Linked DNA regions of Drosophila melanogaster: regions 2 and 3 are each linked to region 1. Evidence: chromatin contacts called from public Hi-C and HiChIP or PLAC-seq data. All regions are on one chromosome and are shown on one strand. Each heading gives the region's core, a stretch centred on a gene start, on an enhancer-like site or on the middle of the called end of the contact. The rest is flanking DNA. Distances are from core to core; before and after follow the strand shown. Region 1 holds the start of CG3655. Region 2 holds the start of CG3638. Region 3 holds the start of CG14629.

Region 1 (4,908 bases), core at 805-3,304:
TGCCTCTGTCTTTTGACCAGGTCGATTATGAAAGATTCATTTTGCATTAGTGATTGTGCTTTTTGGTGCGGTGTTTAGCTATTTGTTTGTATTAAAAACCATCGTTTTACCATTTTGTAGCTTTTACACATTTTTTCTTTTTTGGTCTTTCCTGTTCGGCGATTCGATTCGTTTGCATTAATCCAATTTGTTGTTGCTGCCGGCGAGTTGTTGTTATTCAGTGAGTGAGAAGGTGTTTATGTGTGTGCCTAAGTGCGGGTGCTAATTCAATTAACGGCATTAAACGAGGCAGCTCACTAATATCGATATTTCAGCATAATTGTCTATCGAACTAATTTTATTGAATCGAGTAAAACTCGTGACAAATACATTTTACTTTTAATACACCAAATAAAAGAATTTGTCTATTGATTAAAGAGCAAAAATATTCCTTATTAATCGTCTGCGACCTACGAGGAACTTTCGTGGGAGTAAGCCAAAATATAGTTAAATACGAAATAAACAAGCTTGAGGAGGTATTTACATATTTCCCCAAAAAATTAGTGTCTCGTGTTAAGTGCTCATGTTCCCCCGGCAAGCGGAAAGAATAAAATATAATAAAATAGTAGTTGGTACAGTCTTAAATAAAGAAAAATAAAACCGAGCAGAATCGAGAGCGAAAGGCAGCTTTCCTGCCGTTGCTCGACCGAGCAAAGTGCAATGCCAACCGCATTTTTATTTATTTTTCATGGCGCCCAGCATATTTACATACATACCTAGAAAGATATGCGCATGGCCCCCGTTCATTTTCCTCCTTCTCCGCCTCGTTCATCGTTCTTTTCTTTATAGCTCATTATGTCAGTCTGAATGGTCGGTCACCAACTATTGGAAATGACTTTTTGCGCCCCTTCCCAAACGCTTTTTCCTCAAATCGCCAACAAATGGATCAGTGGAGCACCATGGGAAAAGTAGAAAACTGAACTGAGGATGACAATTAACTATTTCTATGTTCTGCAACTTTCGATTTTACTTTTGAAAAGGAAAGAACGGACAAGAGAGAGAGCAAGTGTGAAATGCGATCAGAAGTGGAATTAGTAGAGGCGTGCAAGGCCCGTGTACTACATTTCTAGCCCTCCTCTTTCTTGGGTGTAATTTCAAATGAATTAATAACAATTTTACAAGGAATCGATACGATTCTCTTTCGCATTTCCTTTTTTACACTGTGTGCAATAACAAAAGGGTTCCTTTCTCTCGTAAAACATAAAAAGCATTCAACAATTGGAAAACGGCTGCGCCTGCGCCATCTCGCTCGCACCCACGCAAACGGAAGGCCAAAGAGAGAACATTTCACTTATTTGACTTACCTCCTCCTTCTCCTTTGACCACTTTCCAGAGAGCCAGAGAACAGCTGCCTGGTCGATCCTCCTCTCTTCTGGTGCGTGTGCGCAACAACAAGAAGATATGGAATACTGGAAGCCTGTGCTGCTGCTTCTTCCTTTTCTTCTCTTTTGATGCTGCTCTTTAGTTGTTGTTTCTGCTGGGAATCCGGTTTTTTTTTCAATTTCTTTCAACTTGCTATTTATTATTTCTTCTTTCTTATTCGCCTCTCCTCTCTTTCTCTAGTTGTTGTATTTTCCAAAATTCAAACAGCACACATCCATCCACTCGAAAAAAATGTATTGACTTCGGTATTACAACAAAAAGCGGCACTTAAATTATTCCCTTCTGGGTTTCTTCTCGTATCAAACGATTGATCGTCGAGATAAAAAATGATTATAAACATTCACCAACACACGAGCGCGCTCGAAAGAGAGAGCGATAATAAGCACGTGAAAACGGAGCCTCCTTTTGCTAGCTTCTATCCTTCTATCCTCTTTGTCCTTGGGGCGAGCCACTAGTTTCAAAACTCCTGCATTTTCGCGGTCATCAAATATTCCGGCGGGTACAATCACCACAAATCGAGAATCAAATACTGGCAAATGGTCAGCACAATCGCAAGTCCCGAATCGTAAATCGCAAATTTCAGCCACGGAGCGACGCACAACCGCGCGCATTAAAAAATTTTGTCGACTGAAGCCAGACGTGTTTTTCGTTGTGACGGCACCGGTTTTCTGCCGCTGCAGTCGAACATCGAACGCGTTCGAACTTGGCAACATGTTCGAAGTCGTGTGTTTGCCGACTTTTGCTGGGCAAGCAACCCGATGGTGTTGTCCAATCGAACACCTTGGCGCTAGGAAATAATCATATCGAGAGAAAAATCGAGTTTATACTTTGTCTATATATTTTTGTAACAAAAGAGATTTTGCTGCCAGATGAACCGCTTTGTATAAAATAAGCAGCCATATCATCTGTAATCCGTATCATCTGTAGTTTGCAGAGCAACCAGTGTTATGACAGCTTGAAAAGCGACAGATAGCCAGGAGTTCGATAGCCGTCGTGCCATCACTCTGCTCCAAGCGCCTTGTTGTTGCTCGTCGCAACGGCAGACGCGTGCGCAGGCGTAGCGGCCGGTTTCAAGCGCAACAGTTTGGTTAGTGCGGAGTGGTCGGGAGTCGCGAGGCGACGAACATGTTCGCTGCTCTGGGAATCTATGTATGTTAAGTTAACATTTGATTTTGGCCACAGCTATTAATTATTGGCCAAGGCACAATGCAACAAATCGAAAACAAATAGTTCGATATATGAACATGCCTATAATGGATATGACTTCAGAATGGGGGTGCGAGCGGGATGGCGCTAGCTTCGAGTGCGTAGCGAGAATTTTAATTAGTTTGATCATTTTTTTTTTTAAGCAAAAGTATTTTTCATTTGATGTTCATTCTCGATCCAAGTGAACGCAATGATTAAATTACACCGTAATCACCAAACCGATGCGTCAATATACACGATATATAGTGTTTCTACAACTTTGAGGGTATATAATATGCGGATTGAATATTCTCTCCTTCTCTTCGCCTTTTGCACTTGACTTTGAAACACTACGCGTACTGGTTTCCATAAATGTTGTGTAATTAAGCGCGCATTGCATCCCAATTGGCTGTTAAATTTGAATGCGGCTGAAACGAGACTACAACACTGTTCGCCGACCTTCGAGGGGAGGCCCCAGCACCAACTGCTGCCCCCCAAGGTCAAGGTCAACCTGGCCAACCGCCAATAGCTTCGTTTTGCGTATGGAGTTCTTTGTTGCGTTTTTGTTTGACCTGCTCTTCACTTGAGCAGCCTCAAGTGTGTAAAGCAAAAGTGCGCAATGTCGAGCATCAACGTTTTGGAAGCAAGTTTCGATATATGCTTGAACGTATGTACATATGTACCATCTATACTCTATATTTGCCAATCGCTTGTTAGCCACTAAATGTTTTGCTCGCCAACTTTCGTTTCACTTTAATTCACTTTCCCGATCAGTCATCAGATCCAAAGAACATATTTCAACATATTAATGTTGATTTCCCTCTCGCATGTCCCACGTTAAGTGGAGCCCAAAATGTCAATAATATTTGCCAGTTAGTCACTGGATGAGCGCCAAAGCCTCAGGCAAGTGAGCCCTACACAGCCTGGGTCCTTTGCTTTTGGCCAGGTGAAAATTTAGAAAGATCATTATGCCGGCAATTACCTTTATGAGGATGTCGCTTTTTCGCTCTCGCTCTCGCTCTCGCTCTCGCTTTCCTATTAATCCTTATCTGCACTTTGCAAGCCCTTCATTGACAGTTATAATTACTTTAATGATGATTTCAGCTTCAGTTGACTTGCGGTGGAAAATGAGGGGAAACGTGGGCAAAATCGCGTGGAAATTCGAGGGGCGAAATGGGAATGGGTGCTGCAGTGTCTTTGTTTGTGAGCGCTTAAAATGCAATTATGCATTTCGGATCGAAAAGTGGCAGCAGGACTTTCGTTGGCTGGCTGAAAAATAAATTAAATTGCAATGCGCTGGCAAATCGAATTAAACAGTGTAAAAAGAACAACAAGTGCCACGCAAACATGCAAAACAAAAACAAAAGCAAAAATGCGGAAAACAAAAGGACATTGCTGGAACACCAAGCTTTTCCCCGGTGGCAGAGCCATCCAATTGAATATATTAATGCAAATTAACCCATTAATGTCTGCCAATTTCAGGCAGCAAAGGGGACTTAATCTGAAAAGAGCTGGAAGAAGCAAACTGACCATTATCCCAAGGGAACTCGGGGCTGAGAAAATTAAAGCTGTTCCGCACATCGCATGTAGTTGTATTTTATTTCGGGCAGCCAATTCAATTGCAGTAAATAAAAGCCTGGTGTTTAACTCGGAATCCTTTTACTCAAGTATCACTTTGGTTTTTTCCTAGAATTTTCCAGCTCTCTCTCTCTCTCTCTCATCCTGCTGTAATTGCCCAGCCCGGGAATGGCTGTGGAAAAGGAATGCGTCTCTACGCGAAATCCCTTGGCACGATGCCTACAATTATTCAATTAAAAAAATGTCACCCACTGTTGTGCCGCCCACAACTTTTGGCCAAGCAAATTTAGAGGGGTTACGAATGGGCGTGGCTGACAACAATGTTGGCAGCTGCATGGAAAACTTGGGAAACTTTTTAAGTGACTTCTAATAGCGAATTATAATGCAGCCAGCGGAGAGGATAAGACAAGGGTTAAGGAAAATGGTCCGAGAAGGCGGCCGCTTTTCAATGCACGGCAATGGGCGGCATAAGTGGGCGTGGAAATAGAGGAGCTGCGAAAAGTTCAGGTCTAAAACTTGACAACGACAACTTCATTGAGGAGTGGCAAGGCAAGTGCGGGTGGAAAATAAGTGGCAAAGTCGGGGGATGTGGAAACCGCACACATGTCGCAGCGATAGACCGAGCTGGAAGATGCACTAGCCTAAGACCGGAAGTGTGGGAGAAATTTTAACAAAGTTAGTTAGTTTCTTCCTTCCTGGCTGACTTGCTGCTCTGCTCGACTC
Region 2 (4,908 bases), core at 1,130-3,629, 100 kb after region 1:
ACAAGAGCGTTTGCGAGAGCGTGTGTGCGGGGGAGAGTCCTGCCGAAAAAACAGGAAAAAAAACAACAAAAACAGAAACAACAACGCATGCTCTCACTCCCTTTCTCTCTGTGTTTTAAGCGCGTCCTGCCCGTTGCTCTAAATTTTCACTTTCACTTTTCACCCAAACAAAATATATAAGAAAATTCGTCAAATCGAAAAAAATATGCACACACAGTAAACAGCGCTGCAATTTGCAGCCTTTGATTAAAAAAAATATATATGGTATACTACTAAGTAGTATGCTCCCAAGTCACGCGGCTTACATTCGGCACATTTGATTCAAGCCAATTGCATTCGCCAGATTTTTAGAATTTTTTGATTGGATTTTCACTGCAAGACACCGCGATCGGGGTTTTAGCTCGATTTAGTAGCCGTAAGTCGGGCGTTCAGGGCGTTTTTTCATTTACCGTTTCGTTTCAAGCCGCGACCCGTTTCGTTTCCGATTCGTTCCGATTCGCAACCTCCTCCTGCTTTTCTACTCCTTCCCCAACTTCTACCGTCTGAGGTGCTTAGGAAATATATCAGAACATCATCCTGATAAACGGGGCTTCCCCTGCCGCAATCCGGTTAGATGCAACGGATATATGTTTCCAGCCCGGCGATTGCGGAAACGAAACCTCTGCCTCTGTCGAGTTGAAAATTATTCGAGATTCGGATTCGATTCGGTCCTGCGATGACAACCGTCGCGCGGTTCAGAGTGCAATAACAAAAAGAGCACGATTCGCGGTTGCTTAAATAGACTTTTCTGACAGCGACAGAGCCGCCACGGAAGAGAGTAGCGGAGAGAGAGAGAGAGCGTAGGGAGAGCACAGTTGCGTCAACTCAGTTTTAACATGCAATGCATTAACTTTTGATAGGCGAGGGATTCGTTATATTCTAGCTAATATTCAGTTCAACATATCTAAGAGGAATTTGTGCAGCTCATGGTAAAATTATTAATATAATACTAGAATTTATATTTATATTTAATTTCGATTTTCAACTGTAATAGGCATGTCTTGCTCTCCTACAAATTGCCATCACTAACAAAGAAGGGACCTGCGCCGCTCATTCTGCTCAGAGAGAAAAGAGTGGCTTACGAACAAGGTGATGGCGACTTCTGGATACCCTGCACATAATGTAGAATGTATTTAGAAGAAACATGTCCACGGACAACTAACGGCTATCATGCGATGCAATTACTTTGCTCTGGAAGAAAGCAGAAATATATATATGATAAATCAGCAGTGGCTTTCGTATGCATACGCCGTTGCATTGGATGGAAGGGTATTCTCTACTCTGGATAATGGGGAATGAAAAGAACACGATAAAGAGGAGGCGCAAATGGACAGTTGTAGAATAGATACGGAGTCCGAGAAGTAAACAAGCTGAAGGAAAAGCTATCGATAACGATATCGCACTCACTTGCACCCAACTCCAAAATCAACTTCCAAAGTGCAACTGCAAGCTGGTTTTCGACTCGAAGCTCTTTCTGCTGATTTTTCAGTTTTAAATGTGTGCCAGTTGCCTTCCTCTTTTGTGTTTTTTTTTCATTCTCTGCTTCCATCAAAGTCAAGCAAAACGAGTTTGCCAGTGGAGTGGAGACAAACACAATGGCGACAGCAACTAACAAGAATAACCACTAAATGGTGGGTCACCGGGGGGGTGGAGCATTAGATATTCAGCTCTATGATGCGCTATTAAAATTACATTTAGCAACAACCTGTATTGCTAGTGAATGCGTGTCTGAATAAACGGGAGCTTAGCTCTAGAATCTAGCCAATCTTGACTGCTTCTTCTGTTAGAATGGCTTTAATTTATATAATTTCAACCGCACACTGGCAGATTCACTGGGTACGTTGCCCCTTTTATTGGACATTTGTTCAATAGCGCCGACTTGCTTCTCGGTCGCTTTTTTGTAGCATTAATGATAAAAGACAAACAAGCATACTCGCTTATCAATGCGTGGGGGTGGGGGTGGTTGTGTGTGGGTTAAAAAATCGAGTGGCTGTAAAAGGAGTACCAAACTCAAACTTGCTTCGCCGCAAGACTTTTTATTTAAAACAAAAAATAGGTAAACAACATAACGGCATACAGAGAAAACACACACTGCACTCACACACACACACGAAGAACGAGTGCTTCGAAGGTTTTCGTTTTCGATGCCTTGCACGACGCCGTCAATTCGCTTTGAAGCCCTCGCACAGCTCGAATCTTTAGTCCCCGATCCACCGCACAAATCGGTTCGGCTTTACATGTTCATTCGCACAAGAACTTCTGGGCCTAAAACACGAGAACAACGAAAACACGGGGAAAAAACGCAGTTCTGCTAGAGCTGGAAATAAAATCGATGCCTATCGAATACTATCGATGATGGCAGAGAGGTGGCAAAAATCGAATACTTGTCCATGTACACCTGCAGCCCTGATTCGTTTCTCGGCAAAGTGCTTAGCCGCTGCTCGAACCAAAAAATGCACTATGCAAAATTTTGAGCACCAATAATTATTTTCTCAACAGATGGCTCTACTGTTCCTCTTCGAAATAATTAAAATTGCTATGCACTTTATTTAACCATTTACAATGGCCTACAAATGCTATTTTTATAAGAAAAAATAAAGACTTCAATATACTATACTATAGCTAAGAATTAAAGCTAAAATACAATTACAATCTAGTATATTGATACTATAGCTAAGAATTAAAGCTAAAATACAATTAAGATCTTTATGGAAGAAGGTGTACCCAAGGCTCATCTGCCCTTGAAGAACCTAGCCGTGCGTCCTTGCACGGCTCCAAAGCCTCCATTCGCGGCGTTCGCCTCCACGATGTGGCGGGAAATCCACTTCGGCAGTTTGCCGCGTATCTTCGGATCCGCAAAACGCTTATCCAGCAGATATACGCAGGCATAGTCCTTGATGTGGCGCACTGCCCGTCCTATGCACTGGTTGACAGCCTTTACGCAGAGATTCTCGTAGTATTCGTTGCCTGCGCCCGGTCCCAGTTTCTCGTCCAGGTGCTGCATTCGCTGGCGCAGCTCCGGCGACAGGCTGTTGGAATACGGCAGGCCCACTACGAGCACTGCTCTGCCCAGATCGTCAGCGAAGTTCAGGCCTTCGGAGAGCTTTCCTCCCACGACACTCAGGAGGAGGGCTCCATACGAAGCAGGTCTCTTAATGGCCAGCGCATAGTTGTCCAGGAGCTGCTCGGCCGATCCGGAGACCTCACGAAACACGCTTTTCCTGCCGCTAATCGTCTCGAGGGTGCCGGACTGCTCCAGGTACTTGTAGACCTTGTCTAAATACTCGTAGGACGGCAGGAAGCAAACTACTCCGCCCGGCACCACTTGGCACAGATTCCGAAGAATCATTGAGAGCTCCCGGAGCTGCAGTGGAGCCATCAATAAGGGAGCAAATATGGAAGACATATCAAAAGGGACTCACCATTTCTGCACTGCCTCTATGAGCAAACTTAAAAGACAGCGGAGCACCGCTGGGGCCATTGGATATCACAAAGGGCAAGATCGCGTCATTCGCCACCACGTGGTTGTAGAAACGCTCGACCAAACGATCATGGCAACCGGTAAATAGCTGCTCCTTCAGCTCCTTAGTGGGCTGCATGGTTCCGCCAGCGATCACAATCTATCGAGCATTGCACTGTGATTAAAAGGTGCATACATATATAGCATGGATTTGCGTAGCTTACCGCTCTGGCTTCTGCAACGATGTCGGCGAATTGCTCGGCGGGGTCGAGGAGTATGTACTTCAAGGTTCCCCCCACGGGATCCACCAAAATTCTGCCATCCTCAGCATTGCTGGTGAGGGTTTCCAGAAATGCCAGCAATGGTCTGATTGGCGAAGGAGCTACTTCCTCGACCGGCTTCTTCGTTGGCTTCTGCTGTTCTTGCAACTCCTCCGCTTTATCTTCCTTATTGATGTCTTCCACTCTTCTTTTGACCGACTTGGTTTTCTCTTTCAGCTTTTGCTCGCTTGCCAATCTTTGGAGGATCAGACTCCTCGCCGTTGACACAGGAGCTTGATTCTCACTCGGCCGTGGTTCCCGCTCCATTCTGTCTGCACGTCCCTGTACTTTCCTCGCGAAACGAGTGCGAGCGCAAAAGTCCAGAAGCTCGCACAGATCGATGTTGAAGAAGTCACCCTCGGCGGTTAGCTCATAGGTGCGCATCATGCTGCAGCCGTTGGACTGCAATTCCTTGCGCTGATCTAGAATCTTAAGCAATCGGCGAATTATGAAGATGATTTGGTTGATTTTCAGGAGATTCTTGGTGGTGAAACGCTTTTGGAAGTGGTCCTTATAGCCGGAGATCTGCACCTTGGCCCGCTCCAACTGCTGACGGCTGATTTCGGAGCCGTGCAGCTGGGCCACGCTGTCCAGTAGGTTGTGAGCCTCATCTACTATGACGATTGACCCCTTAAGACTTATACCCAGCTGGTTACGGGCGGACTTCTGGAGCAGCAGTTGATACGGCAGTAGTATAAGTTGAGCGTGCTCCACAGCGGATCTTGAGGCGTAATACGAGCAGCCACCGCAGGCGGTCCCCTCATTGGCCAGCTCCTCGATGTCCAGCGGTTCGGTCAAAGCCAAATCCCTGAGGGATTCCACCAGGGAAGCCGCTTTAAACGGGCATCTACTGTTGGCCTCTGCAGTTAGCCGACTTTTTTTGCTGGGATTGGGGCGTGCTTTCTTGGTAGCCATATCCAGGCACCGCTCGTTCATCAGGCCGACATGCTTCAGCTTCCGGACTGCGGGATTCCCGCACAGCTGCTGCCGCGAGCCCAGGGAAATGGACCTTACCGACTGGCCATGAGGTGTTTTCCGCAGTTCGGCCACAATTTGTGCCAACTGCGAATGGGTGCGGCTGCAAAAGAA
Region 3 (4,908 bases), core at 1,494-3,993, 83 kb before region 1:
TTAACAGATTTATCCTTCAGTAAGAAGAACCTACGTCCTCCGGGGCTTGAGAGGTACTCAAACGTAAGGACCGGCCAACGAGTATTCAAACATTCCATATTTATTTTAAAAATATCCGTCGAAAATTCGAGCGAAGGAAAGGGAATCGAAACATATCATTGCACTTAGCTCGCGATATGTATTCGAATTCAAAACATTAGAGTTTAACCATCTTAGTCGTTCCCCCAATATTATGCACATCCTTGTATCGGCGGATCGATCCACAAATTGTACTATTTCCAAGTCCTTCGTATAGAACTTAAAGGCTTTAATGGATTTTGTGCCCCTTTTCGGATGCTGCGACTAACAAAAGTTTGTTTGCGGTTTGTTTTATTTATTGCATTTCTTTCGCCACTCTTCTGTTGCTCGTCTCCCATGGAGCACTTTTCAAATCGTGGTGAGTGGGGCATGAACAGTGGGTTCTGCACCCCAAATAGACCCTTTTTCAAGCCCCAAAGTTGTGACTCGATAAACTGAACATTCGCATTTCTCATTTGTGTTTGCGGTTTGAATTCGATTTAATTCTGCTTCTGGGCGCTGAAAAACGGAATTCCCATGACTGTTCTATCTCGAAACTGGGTAGTAATTCCATTTATAGCTAGGCAACTTGGACAACCTATCAGCTTCAGCTTGTACATTCGCATTGATTACGAATTGAGTCATTAGTCGTTGTTCAGACGTCAGTCAGAGCGAAAGAATTTAAATTAAATTAAGCACATTTCTGCATGATTTTGACGTCATTGCATTGCAAAAGAAACCTTCGAATGCTTAGGCTCCTGCTGCCAGCAACAAATATCTGTATTACCATCCTCAAGCTAATTATCATTGGCCATCGCATCGCACACACATGAGCGAACGACAAAGCGGAAACGGAAGCGATGGCAAAGCAATTGGCAAATGGCATCCGCCTGCTCCTTGCCCCTCCGTTTGACCCATCCCCCTATTGGCAGTTGCAATTAGGCGGTCGCCAAACATCCGCTGCATCCTGCCACCCACTTGTGCAGCCCCATCTATGCATCTATAACTGGCGACCGACGGACGGAAAATGCCACAAGTGTGCCTCCGAATGGCCTGATTTCATGTGTCATTTATTTAAAATGAAGGGATTTTTTCCCTTCATTAGTTTTGCGGAGAATTTAATTCCCCAAATTGATTCACTGGCAATGACAACAATTCCGTCCATCGGACTTCATAAAATGTAGGCCCAAATGTTTAATTAGTACGAAATTGATAGATTAATTATCCCGAATCAGCAGAGGAATATCCGTCTGCACGTTGGCAGCATTTGTTGCTACCTTGGACAAATGCAGAAATGCTAGCACATTGCAGCCAACTAATTGTGCGACGCCCCTTGCCGCCCACTGCCTGCCGCCGACTAAGTGCTGCCCCTGGCCACGCCCACAAGCGAAACAGTGAGCAGCAATTAATTGTGCTCATTTTTTAGGAATCCCTGCCACGCGCTTCATTTCAATTTGCACTGAATTCCCCCGTTTTTTGCCGCTTTGGCTTTAGCTCCGCTAGCTGCAATTTTCGGTATAATTTTTAACCGAAAATTCGCTGTGCCAGGCACCCTATGCTCGCCTCGCCAAGCCACGCCCCTCCCGCCAGCCGCCCCTTTCCGATGTTGTTTATTGCGCTTGCAACTTCCGCAACAAACGAAGATAAATTGTTACTTTCTTGCTCGCTGCTCCCGTTTTTAGTTGCTGTCGGTGTTCTTTGGATGGTCGTGCTGCTGCAAGTGTTGTTATATTTCTACCCCGCATAGTGGGTGGCATGGTGGCTGCAGAGGAAGACTTTTGAATGAAGCTTGATCCGTGTAGAAAATGTATTAATGAGCATTTTCGAGTGATTTTAGTAGCAATAGATAGCCAAGATATTCGCTAGCAGCTGCTAAATGTTAAGATTCTATATATATAATCATCTAATTAGGCTTACTGAACATGATTCAACGATAATCCCATGCGATCAAGATAAGAAAGACGATACGGCTTATCGCGCACCAACGACTTTTAAATTGCTATCAGCTCGAATGCCTCGATTACTTACTCGATCTCACGCTCTTTCGAAGCGGGAAAGTCTTAATGTATAGTGCCCGAAATTAATCCCTTGATAACAGCGAAACCAATTACGATTTGCCTTAGTTTCAACTTATTATCAATGGCCCTATTTGAACTGCAGACAGGTTTATCATCTTAGGGGCGCACATCAAACGTAATCAATAAAATCGAGCTATAATCGCAACTTAAGCCGTTTTGGGCCAGACAGCGCCGAGACTTTTATTGGGTGATTGGTCCATTGCAACTTAACTGTGTTTGGTCCATTGCAACTTAAGTGTGTAATGTTACACATTGGACTAAATCAAAAGAACTTTATTTCGTTCGTTTGGGTAGCACCCTACTAAAATGTGTGCTTGCTGTGATGCTCTAGTTTGTGTATAGTTCCGATACCGATACAGATTTCACATTCTCAGTTTCCTGCCACATTGGTTTTTCATACGGACGGCATACTCGTACTGTGTCGATGGTTATGAGTAAACACCCGACTGATTACCGATACACGAATAAGGCGGGCGATTGGCTTTGTGGGGCGCCCTAATCTCAGACATTGACCCCTCCGTCGCCCCAGCGGCGCAGCACACTACACCACCCCACATCGTGGAGATAAGAAACCGCGGCTGCGAGCTCCGACTCTCAGCACTTTGCAGCCAGTTAGTGCGAGAATGTCGAGCTGGTCGCTTTGTCCGCTTTTACTGGCCTTCGCGGTTCACGCCGTGCTTGGATCTGTGGATTTGGCTGGTTCCCTGGATCCGTCGCTGCTGGAGAACGTGGATGTGGACCAGCTAAGGTCAAACTATCTGCCCCAAGGCCTGCAAAACACCAATGTGACCTTGGCCGACTTCCAAAAGTGGCTGCAGTCGAAGTGCGAGAAGGCCAATGACCATTTGCCGAAAGGATCTGTTAACGCCTCTGCCCTGAGCAAGTCCATCGAGGATGCGGGCATTCACCTCGCAGAATGCCTCTCCGGATTGGCCAATATGACGGAGATCCAGGCGGAGATCGAGGAGGCGAGTCCCAAGGGCGACCTGGACGTGGTCTTCGAGAAGTATTGCCTCCGATTGCCGCAGGCCAAGACCTGTCTGAAGAACTTCAACGACGCGATCCTGCCCTGCCTGACCACCGATGAGAAGACCCACAACGCGGTGCTGCAGAGGATTGCGGACAAGCTGCTGGAGTTCATATGCTACAAGAACGGAGACCAGATTGCGCTCTTTATCGCCGAAGAGGGCCCGGAGTGCCTGCAGCAGAGTCGCGAAGGCATCGCCAATTGCCTGAACTCTTCCTTCGCCGGATATCTGCCCAAGTCGATTAGCCCGGAGTGGGATCTGCCCCAGCTGGTCTTGGGTCCGAAGCAGTGCGTCGACCTCTACGCATTCGAGACGTGCACCGTCAGTCTGCTGGAGAAGTGCGATACGATCACTCCCAGCAATATCGTGGAGTCCATGTTTCGATACGTGAGGAAGGAGTCCTCCTGCCAGCCCCACATCGACAGGGTCAAGCTGCAGCACCGCAGAGCCCTGCCCTTGACCAGTGGATCCCAGTCCGGCTCATCCGTATCCCTTCATCTCACCTGGACCTCTGCGAGCCTGCTAATGGCCACTTTCCTCGCCCGACTGGCCTAACATTCCCCGCTCTCTCTCTCTCTTTTTTTTTTGGTTGATATTTTATAATTATGTTTAATAAACTTTGCAAAGTCGGGAACGGAGTCTGTGCACCGGACGGACGGACGGACTGCTGCCCGGCGTAAGCCGCTTAACGGATTCCCTTTTCAACTCCGGGCATCTGGAAAGGCAGGCGGCTGTGGAATGAGGGTTAAGGAAGCGGGGCCCAAAGTGTTAAGCTGCATAAACACAAGCCTGAAATATGAACGGCAACTGGGGTCATCCCAGGTCCACTGTCAATAATTTGATTGACTTTAGTAGCAGAATTTGAATTTGAATTTGAATTTACGGCCAGGCAACGTCATAATAAGAACCTTTAAAGCCGTGTCACTGATCGTTATCATCACATTTTCGCACACATTCCAAATTCCATATTCAGCGTCTGGCAGGCATTCATTTCTCTCAGTGCAGTCGCACCATATTGCGCTTATCGGACGGCAGCAGCTACAGAAGCTATAGCTGTAGCAACCGAAACAGTGGAATATACTTGTAGAGAGCAACACAATCCGAATCCGAATCCGGAGCAGAAGCTAAAGCTGCGCTGGTTGAAGAAGGGTCACTCGAACGCGTCTCTTATCGCCAGAGACAAAGACAAAGACAAAGGGATTGCTGGCTGGATGGCCGGAGGGGAAGGGAAGATATTGGGAGAAAGTAGGAGAAATGGGGCTTAGCTGGCAATGGCTGGCTGGACTCAGTTTCGAGCGTGGCAGCGCGATAAGCAAATTGATTTGCGACGAATTCCGTCTTATTTCATAAGTTTCTTCACTTGCTGCAGCCTTTGGAAACCCTGGTCATCATCGGATGCCATGAAAACCAATACAAAACCTACATACTTAGCTTTTTGATTGAGCAGCTTGAGTTTCTCAACTGAGCAAAATCTTATTGCTTCTTCAATTGTAGATAAAGATAAACGTTGACCTCAAGATGGGTGACAAAATAATGAATCCGTCCAGCAAGTTGCTGAGTTTCGGAGGAAAATTAAGTTTACTTAGCTGCATGCATACCCTGCCATCCGTGAATGGGGCATTTCTCTGCTATTGCGATTTCCGGCAGTCTTAGTCGGACAGCAAAAAGTGAAACCGTAACTGTCATCATTTCACAGGCGACTGCAACTGGGGGTTTGTCATCCTTGGCGGTGTAAACCCGAAGGC

Evidence for each region. A called contact is a pair of places that touch in the nucleus more often than the background predicts. HiChIP or PLAC-seq counts read pairs in DNA pulled down with a chosen protein or histone mark.
Region 2: a contact with region 1 is called in a Hi-C map of the Kc167 cell line, with 2.2 times the contacts expected there. The contact joins the promoter of CG3638 here to the promoter of CG3655 in region 1. A contact is called at or near these places in 4 of 107 Hi-C or Micro-C datasets (the Kc167 cell line, the OSC cell line, the S2 cell line and 1 more) and 2 of 6 datasets of contacts at active chromatin or transcription factors (both in the Kc167 cell line).
Region 3: a contact with region 1 is called in a Psq HiChIP or PLAC-seq map of the Kc167 cell line, with 6 times the contacts expected there. The contact joins the promoter of CG14629 here to the promoter of CG3655 in region 1. A contact is called at or near these places in 15 of 107 Hi-C or Micro-C datasets (the D17-c3 cell line, the Kc167 cell line, the OSC cell line and 9 more) and 2 of 6 datasets of contacts at active chromatin or transcription factors (both in the Kc167 cell line).

Annotation. Positions count from the first base shown.
Region 1 is chrX:1,132,842-1,137,749 of dm6, forward strand. It overlaps CG3655, which reads right to left and starts at 2,055. Exons shown (of 5, transcript NM_001103392.2): 1 at 1,344-2,055.
Region 2 is chrX:1,234,305-1,239,212 of dm6, forward strand. It overlaps CG3638, which reads right to left and starts at 2,380. Exons shown (of 11, transcript NM_166874.3): 1 at 2,141-2,380. It overlaps CG11403, which reads right to left. Exons shown (of 3, transcript NM_130542.4): 1 at 3,724-4,908; 2 at 3,462-3,659; 3 at 2,569-3,403. The coding sequence ends at 2,771.
Region 3 is chrX:1,048,782-1,053,689 of dm6, forward strand. It overlaps CG14629, which reads left to right and starts at 2,744. Exons shown (of 1, transcript NM_130525.4): 1 at 2,744-3,850. The coding sequence starts at 2,759. The coding sequence ends at 3,718. All of the region lies in intron 1 of lncRNA:CR44779 (long non-coding RNA:CR44779), which reads left to right.